3 separate regions of the Sus scrofa genome follow, and regions 2 and 3 are each linked to region 1. A link is a contact called in public Hi-C data. All regions are on one chromosome and are shown on one strand. The core of a region is the stretch at or near the end of the contact, and the rest is flanking DNA. Distances in the headings are between cores, read along the strand shown. Region 1 holds the start of MAGEF1 (melanoma-associated antigen F1). Region 2 holds the start of POLR2H (RNA polymerase II subunit H). Region 3 holds the start of EIF4G1 (eukaryotic translation initiation factor 4 gamma 1).

The links. Hi-C and Micro-C count contacts between places; a contact is called where the count stands out from the background.
Region 2: a contact with region 1 is called in a Hi-C map of liver, with 4 times the contacts expected there. The contact joins the promoter of POLR2H here to the promoter of MAGEF1 in region 1. A contact is called at or near these places in 1 of 5 promoter capture datasets (fetal skeletal muscle) and 4 of 47 Hi-C or Micro-C datasets (embryonic fibroblasts, heart right ventricle, liver and 1 more).
Region 3: a Hi-C map of skeletal muscle shows a contact between it and region 1, with 4 times the contacts expected there. The contact joins the promoter of EIF4G1 here to the promoter of MAGEF1 in region 1. A contact is called at or near these places in 1 of 5 promoter capture datasets (liver) and 1 of 47 Hi-C or Micro-C datasets (skeletal muscle).

Annotation. Positions count from the first base shown.
Region 1 is chr13:122,601,323-122,604,125 of Sscrofa11.1, forward strand. MAGEF1 (melanoma-associated antigen F1) reads right to left here and starts at 1,378. Exons shown (of 1, transcript XM_003483283.4): 1 at 1-1,378. The coding sequence starts at 1,130. The coding sequence ends at 183. The region is part of intron 2 of LOC110256376 (a long non-coding RNA gene); the gene reads left to right.
Region 2 is chr13:122,250,365-122,253,064 of Sscrofa11.1, forward strand. It overlaps POLR2H (RNA polymerase II subunit H), which reads left to right and starts at 1,265. Exons shown (of 5, transcript NM_001243341.1): 1 at 1,265-1,463; 2 at 2,685-2,700. The coding sequence starts at 1,391.
Region 3 is chr13:122,203,473-122,206,172 of Sscrofa11.1, forward strand. EIF4G1 (eukaryotic translation initiation factor 4 gamma 1) reads left to right here and starts at 1,315. Exons shown (of 31, transcript NM_001246253.1): 1 at 1,315-1,374; 2 at 1,671-1,757. The coding sequence starts at 1,315.

The sequences.
Region 1 (2,803 bases), core at 128-2,627:
TATATTAAATGTAACAAAACTTAGCAAGATACAAAACCTAAATCCTAGTTACATAAATACAACCGCTACAGAAAACACGACCCTCCCCCCACCTATTCTACTTAGACTCAGTAGTTTTTGTGCCCAACTCCACCCACCCCCTCAGCCCCCCCCCCTCCGGCTGGCCACTCTTCCAATAGCCCTCACCAGCGGTGATTGCCGGCCCTAGCATTGGCTCTGGCCCTAGCCCTAGGCCTAATACTGGCCTCAGCTCTGGCTCTGTCAGCCTCGTCTGCCAGGGCCTCACGGTACAGCACTGGCCAGTGTTGGGGTTCTTTCTTATGGAGCTTGGCCACGAACCCCAGGACTTTCATCTTGCTGGTTTCCAGGTTGCTTCGGGGACCCCAAGAGAATTCACATTCCGGTGGGTTGGTGTGAGGCACACGCCTGTAATTGAGGTATCTCAGCTGCACGAAATCTTCCATAATAAGCCTCTTCGGGTACCCAAAGAGGAAGTGATATTTTGAGGGACGCACCCCCAACCGACGCAGCATCTCCCAGACCTGTGCCTCCCTGGCGCTATTACCTTTCATGTAGATAAGGCCCAAGATCATCATTAAGAGACCCAGTCTGGGGCCATCTCCTCCCAGATCCTCCTCCTTATCCTCAGGAGGTTTTAGTTTGTTCATCAGGATGTAAGTGTGGTGCTTGCGGTCAAGCTGTTTCAGCTCGAAACCAAAGACATACCGCAGATGCTCTGCGGCCCTTGCGATGATCTCGGGGAACAGATCCTTCAAGTCTCCGATAACATACTTCACCATCTCCGAGCGAGTGATGGGACTCTTCTTCTTGTCCTTCACCAGCAGAAACTGCACCAACTCGGCCACCGTCCGATCCAGACGGCGGCAAGCCCGGCGCCGGGCCAAAGTTTTGGCTGCCAAGGCCCTCGCACCTTTCGGGGTGAGGGCGGGCTCCGCAGCCCCTTCCTCCTTTACTGCGTCAAGGTCCTCCTCTGGGCTCTCTTGCAGGAGGGGGCTCGGGGCCTCCTCCTGCGAGACGGTCAGGGCCTGGGTCTCACCGTCATGGCTGCCATCCATCTCCCCCTCGACTTGAGGGACGGGGAGAACCCCGCTCTCGGGTTTCTGCAACATGTTTTTGCGCAGGCAGGTGCAAAGCGCGTACTCGGGCCGAGGGATGTGCAAGCCGCTGCGCAAACCCTGGCGGAAGGGTTGGACAGCGGCTGGGGCGCCTGGAGTAGGACTAGGAGAGATGACACAGGGGTTTCTGTGGCTGCTAGGCGGTACCGCACACGGCTCGGGACGGTCGCCGCAACGCCGCCGGCGCTCAAGACCTGCGCCGCCGCCGCCGCGCAGCCTCAGTGCGCGCCCGCCGCTGGATCGCCGTAACACTTCCGGCCAACTCAGCCAAGATGGCGGCCCGGAGGCCGGCGAAGCCCCTCCTTTTCCGGCTACCGCTGGGTTGGAGGTGCGCACCGGCTTTCCGGGATGCTTGGGCTGTGGAAGAGTGTAGTTTGCGCAGCTTTTTAAGACTGCAAAGCTGGAGGAGGATAACCAGGAATTTCTCAAGGTTTCAGTGTGCAAGAATGGAGTAGGATGGAGTTCTAGCCACGTCCTTTCAGCAGGCGCTTGATTCTAAGTGTGTGTACCTAAGATTTTGAGTAATTTACTGTGGTTCAAATGCGGAATGTAAGGAGATGAAGGCTGGGAGATAAGGCTGTGCGGGACGGTGCAGGGCCTTGAACAGGATGCTAGGCAGATTGAAATCTTTTCTGAGGACGATGGGAATATGCAACAGGAAGATTAAACAAAGGAGTGCCCAGACCAGATCTGTTATCTTTCCAGTCTCTCTGGGTGGCAGTGTAGAGAATGGATTGGAGTAGGGCTGACCAAAAACTGGGAATCCAGCTTGAAGTATTGGAGTATTATTTCATAGTGCAGAATAGGAACTAAGACGTGGCCTATCTTGTTCATTGGTGTATCAGTGCCTGGCACATAGAGGCACTCCATAAATATCGTAGAATGGATGACGAGGGAGTAAGGATAGTAGATTCTACAGGGGTGAAAGGAAGATGATAAACGATATATTGAAGTATAGCTGGCAGAAATAGTGACAGATTGGAGGAAAGGGGAGGTTTTTTAAAAAATGTAATCAAACTTAACTACTCCCATTACTTTTTCTTTTTGCCTACTCTACTCTGAGCTTTCTCCTAGTGTCTCTCCTCCCTCTCTCCCTCCCTCTCCAACTCCTCCTCTCCCTTTTCTCTCATTTCCTCCCTTCCCCCTCCCTTTTCCCTCCTTTCATCCCAGTCTCCCCTCTCCCTTCCTCCTCCCTCCTTCCCCTTCTCCTCCTCCTTTCCCTTCCCCTGCTTCTCTTCTCACCCTTCCCCTCATTTCTAGGATCAGCTTAAATTTCTCCTTTCCAAAGCCTTCCTTAGTCTCTGTGCATGGAAGTTATTTACTCCTATATCTGAATCACCGTAGAAATTTGTATTTGTTTAACACCCACTCATATACACCTTATTGTGCTCCAGGCTCTGTTCTAACCATCGTTCCAATATTAATTTATTTAATTCTCATTAAAGTAAGTACTCTTAGCACTATCCTCGTTTTATAGATATGTCTGTCCTATGAAATTTGCTATTTACTAGCTATGTAGTCTTGGACGAATTAACCTAAACTTCCTGTCCCTCAGTTGCCTTGTCAGTAAAATGGGTATAATGCAAGACAACATTGTAGAGATTATGTGAAGTAATGCATATAAACTAACACAATGTTTGGCATATAGTGTTCAATAACTGTTAGCT
Region 2 (2,700 bases), core at 15-2,514, 350 kb before region 1:
GGAACTGGAAACTTCGGTTTCTCTCATCCCCCTTCCTTTCTTTGCGACTGTCCCGGGGAGGTGCACCTGGAGCTAGCTGGCCTGAGGCTTGTGCGTGGGTGGAGCCGGAGGGAAGGGAGGTCTAGGTGCTGGGGAGGCCGCTCCTGGGAGGCGGGCGTGGGGGGACAGAGGTCGCTTCTCCTTGGCAGGGCTGAAGAAGAAACCCGAGTAGCTGCTGACGTCTAGCTGCCAAGGGGGAACAGCCTGCTGGGGCTCTGCGTTCTCTATCAGGCTCCGGAGAAGAAAAGTGCAAAGGGTGGGGTGAACAAGTGTGGGGTGAACACAGTCAGAGATAGAGTCAGGGGACAGGCCAGTGCCCAGGAAAACAGGCATTGTGCAGGAGGAGGCAGTACCAGGGTGAAGGGGCAGGTGGGAGGCAGAGGGGGTTCCCAGGAGGGAGTGCCCAGGAAGGGGACAGTGTGAGAACCAGCACCCTAGAGGAACGGGCAGTGTAAAGGAAGAGGTGGTATCCATAGGAGAGGACAATGCCGGGATGAAGGAGCACTTAGGAGAACGTGTCCAGAAGGTGAGCGCAGTGGTGGAGGAAAGGCCAGAACCGAGCCGAAGGGGCAGTACTGAGGAGAGCAGTGTGATGGGGTTAATACCATGCTGAAGGGGCGGTGCGAGGTAAGAAATCAGGGGTGGGGAGGGTGCAGTACCAGAGGAGGAGACAGTGCAGACTTCCCTCTTCCCCATGGTGACATCATGGCAAATTCCCAAAGTGGATATCACCGGGTCGGGTGACATCCAGCTGGGCCCAGCCGGCCTGGGCCAGCCCGGGATTCCTCAGTGCCAGCTAGAAGGACTGGGTACGGCACCCTACTTGGCCATCGCCCTGGGGGCGTGGTTCTGCTCCGCTAGCCCTTTGCGCGGACTGTGCCCTCGGCAGACCCGCGGACCGACAGGGTAGGGCTAGGGCCAGGATTCTCTGGGCCAAGGATCAAGGTCCCTGGCTGGGGTAGGCCCCCAAGCACTCCAGTCTTCCTAACCCGGCATCTGAAGAGGGCGCACTAGAGCCTCCGGAGAGAGCGGGACACCAAGCCACCCCCGGCTGGAGGTGGGACCTATCGTGTTCCCGCCCTGGGAGGAGTTATCTGGACGTGAGACCGCCCTAAACACTGAAGCCTCTCGGAAGCAATCGTTCGGGGCGGAAGTTAAGAAGCCCCGAGAGCTAGGCGGCGGAAGTAGCTGCGTTACTGCTGGTCTGTGCGCATGCGTCCTTCTATTTCTTTGCTGCCGCTCTTCAGGCGCTGCATTTTCCTCTCTCATTTTTCTCCACGCGGGGCCGTGCCCTGCTCCGTAGTCTTCGTCACGCGCTCAGCACCTCTGCTTCTCTCGTGGCCCCCTCACCATGGCGGGCATTCTGTTCGAGGATATTTTTGATGTGAAAGACATTGACCCAGAGGGCAAGAAGTTTGACCGAGGTGAGTAAGGTTTGTAGGGGCGGTTTGGGAGAAGCGGCTGATCTCAGGGACACGCCCCTGGGCCTCTTGTCCACACATTTCATGTGGTCTTCCCCTACCGGCAGGTCCTGACCTAGGGGCCTCTCTCAGGAAACGTTTTATAGATGAGAAAACGGAGACTTCGAGCTCTCCCTCGCTTCACACATGCTGTGCCCGGTGCCTGGGTGACCTTTCTTCATGGTGCTGGTAACCTCCTTGGCATCTTTTTAATCGCTGCCCACTCTGCTAGGCGCTGTGCTGTGCACTTTACACACATTGCCTTACTTATTCCTTTCGAGAGTCTCCACGAGGTAGGTGGTGTCTTACCCATCTTCTGAGAGGCTGAGCAACCCACCCAAGGCTGTACAGCAAATAATCCGACCTCAGGGCCTGTTGCCCTCAGAGTCTTAGCTCTTTGTGAAATCCTCTCTAAGAGTTGACTGCTTGGTATACACCTCCTTGTTCTGACGTTGATCAAGAATTATTTGTCCTTGGTGTCTCTTCCTTTGCTTAGAGACTGAGATATTCTTCAGAACAAACAGCAGGTGTTTGTTTGTTTGTTTGATTTTGTCTTTTTAGGGCCAGACGTAAGGACATATGGAGGTTCTCAGGCTAAGGGTCGAGTCAGAGCTACAGCTGCAGGCCCCACACCACAGCCACAGCAACGCCAGATCCAAGCCCCGTCTGAGACTTATACCACAGCTCACAGCAACACCAGATCCTTAATCCCCTGAGCTGATCCTTAACCCACAGAGTGAGGCCAGGGATTGAACCCCCATCCTCATGGATACTAATCAGGTTTGTTACCACTGAGCCACGGACAAGACCTCCCCAAACAGCAGTTCTTAATAATCTCCTTAGCACAGCGCCTGGCACGGAAAGGCAAAACCTTTGGATGACTGACTTGCCCCAGAGCAGGTTGTTTCTTAGTCACCCATGCAGGCCTAGAACGTGATATTATTTGTTGCCAGAGGACCTTTGATTCTTTTCTGGGCATTCTGTCCACCAGCCATAGTTTTCTGCCTCTTTGCTTGTATATGTGGTTCTTATTGAGCCTGTACTTCTATGAGAGCAGATGAGAGGCCATTGGATACAGATTAAGTATTCTGTGCATACAGTTTCTCAAAGTGGGGTCTGCCCTGCCCTTGAGGGTCTACTTGGCCAGGCAGTTACCTCTGCTGCTCTTTTTCTGTTTCCCTCCAGTGTCTCGACTGCATTG
Region 3 (2,700 bases), core at 65-2,564, 400 kb before region 1:
AATCCCATGTGCTTCGCGGCACCGGGCAAGGCTCCGCCCTCTGCGCCGGTCACGTGGGGGCGCCGGCTGCGCCTGCGGAGAAGCGGTGGCCGCCGAGCGGGATCCGTGCGGGGAGCCGGAAATGGTTGTGGACTACGTCTGTGCGGCTGCGTGGGGCTCGGCCGCGCGGACTGAAGGAGACTGAAGGTAAAGCCGCCATGTCCGGGCCCGACCCGGCCCCCCCATCCCCTCCCCCCGCATCCGCCGCCATCCGGGCCGGGACCGGCTACCCTGCGCCGCCTCCCCGGCGCCCTGGCTCCTCGGCCCAAGCCCGGGCCCCGGGCCGCCAGGGCCCGATCCCCGGCCCACGTGTGCCCGGCCTGGCCCGGCCTGGCTGCTGGGTGGGGGTGGGGGAGCGCGGGGCCGGAATATGCGGTCCCCGCGGGCTGGGAGGGCGCCGGGTTTCCCGGCTGCTAAGTGCCACCTCGGCCCGACCCGAGGAGGCCCTACGGGCGCAGGCACCGCGACTCCCGGCCCGCCGCCCCCTCCCCCCTTTGCGGCCCGGCCGCCGGGAAGTGACACGTTGTTCTTTGGCACTGGCCGGCGCTGCGCAGGGAGGGCGCAGGGGAGGGAGGCGGCGGCGGCGGGCAGGGAGGAGCCCCCGGCCCCGCCCGCCCTCCAGGCCGACCCTCACTTGCTTCAAACCGGCTCTTCTTCGGCCGCCGCCCGCCTGGCCTTTTACGGCCCGACTGCCGCTTTTCCTGGCCTCCACTCCTGGGCGGCGGCAGGCCTCGCCTCTAGCCCCGTGCGGGTGCACCCGCGGCCACCCGCGGCAGGCGTGCCTTGTGTGCCCCTGGGCCAGGCCCCGAACCCGGTGTCCCCGGGTGGGGGGTGGGGACACCACGGCCGAAGCTGCTAGCTCCGTTTGTGATCCGGGAGCCTGGTGCCAGCGAGACCTGGAATTTCCGGTCTGGTTGGTCTTGGGCCCCGCGGAGCCAGGTTGATACCCCCCACCTCCCAACCCCAGGCCCTCGGATGCCCAGAACCTGTAGGCCGCACCGTGGATTTATTCTTAACCGAGGGGGTGAGTGAGGGGCTGTTTCAGCAGATCAGGGGGGGTGGTTGGAGCTGCGGGTCTGACAAGGTGTCGGTGGGGACATAGGCTGGGTTTTATGCTCCTTCACCTTTTTGGCGATTCCGGGGCTTGTTGTGGGACCCAGACCTTGCTTCATCCCTCCCCCACTCCATTTGCCTTAAGCTTGGGTCCCTTCCCCTTTCCGAGCTCCGCTCTTTCCCAACAGGTGCTGGGGGGACCCTGATGTGGCACCAAATGAAATGAACAAAGCTCCACAGCCCACAGGCCCCCCACCTGCCCCATCCCCTGGACTCCCACAGGTAATTAGGGAGGAATTAGCAGCAACTGGGGTGGGGGTGGGGGAGACCAGGCAGCCGGGTCAGGAACAGGTTCCAACCTCTGGATTTTCCCACCCCCTTCTGTGTCAGGGCAAAGTGCAGCTTCCTGCTGCCAAATTGAGGCAGGGCCCCGGGGCTGTTCTTAGGGGCTGTCTTGGGGAGGGTATATGTGGACTGTTGAGGCTCTTGCCACAGCTCTGCTCCCCTTACTTCACCAGCTTGAGTTTCTGCCCCACCTGGGTTTCCCCTCTTGCTGAATTCTGGTCTCCCCCCTTCAGCCAGCGTTTCCCCCGGGGCAGACAGCACCGGTGGTGTTCAGTACGCCTCAAGCGACACAAATGAACACGCCTTCTCAGCCCCGCCAGGTGAGGGGCTGTGGGGAGGGGAGTAGGGGGCCTGGGTGGGAACCATGTGAAGCTTAGGCCAGTTTGGGCCTAGGATGGAAACTATGGAGGCCTTGTACCTGCCCCAACTTCCTGACAGTTGCTTTCATGCGGTTCTGCACTTTGCACTGTTGATTACTTACGGTGGCTGGCCCCTTGGAGTATGTAGTTGGTGGGGATGGCATTCCTAGGGGTCCTGGTGCCTTGGGGGCAGTGCTTTGGGCCCTGCTGCCAACTCCTGCTTTCCTGTTTTCTTTTACTGGGAGGTTGCCATTGCTCCATTCCCCATCCATCTTTCTCTTTTGGACTGTGGCAAGATAAACACTCCAGCTAGTTCTTGCCTTTCTCTGTTCCCTAAATTCTTCCTCACAAGTGGGAGAGGATTCTTGTCCTGCTTCCTTCATTTTCTTTCCCTCCTCATCACCTTGGGGATAATTCTTTTCTTTCCTGTCCCCATGTGCTCTCAGGGAGGATTCAGGTCTCTGCAGGTAATACCCCATTGCTAATCCTGAACTCTCTCCGGGTCTCACCCTTACACTCTGCCCTAGTCAGGGGCTAGACTCAGTCTGGGTCCTCAGTCTGAGGCTGACCGATGCATGTTAGGGGCTAAATCTTGTGTAGTTCACATCTGGGAACTGGGAGACTGTTGCATGTTAGCGGTGAGCTCCTCAGTACCTTAGGGTGGAGCAGTGCATGCTGGGGAGTATGTTGCTGAAAAAGGCTTTACTTAGGCATGATGCATCTGGGTGTTAGGAAGCCTCTGCTGAAGGATAGCCTGGTGAGGTGATCTGAGTATGCATGGCAGGGAGGGAGTAAATATACAGAGTGCCAAGTGTATACCTGAGTTTGGAGGGCGTATGTGAGTATAAGAGGCCACTTAGCCATCACTTGGTCAAGTGAGTCTTGGAAGTGTTGGTCTTCATGC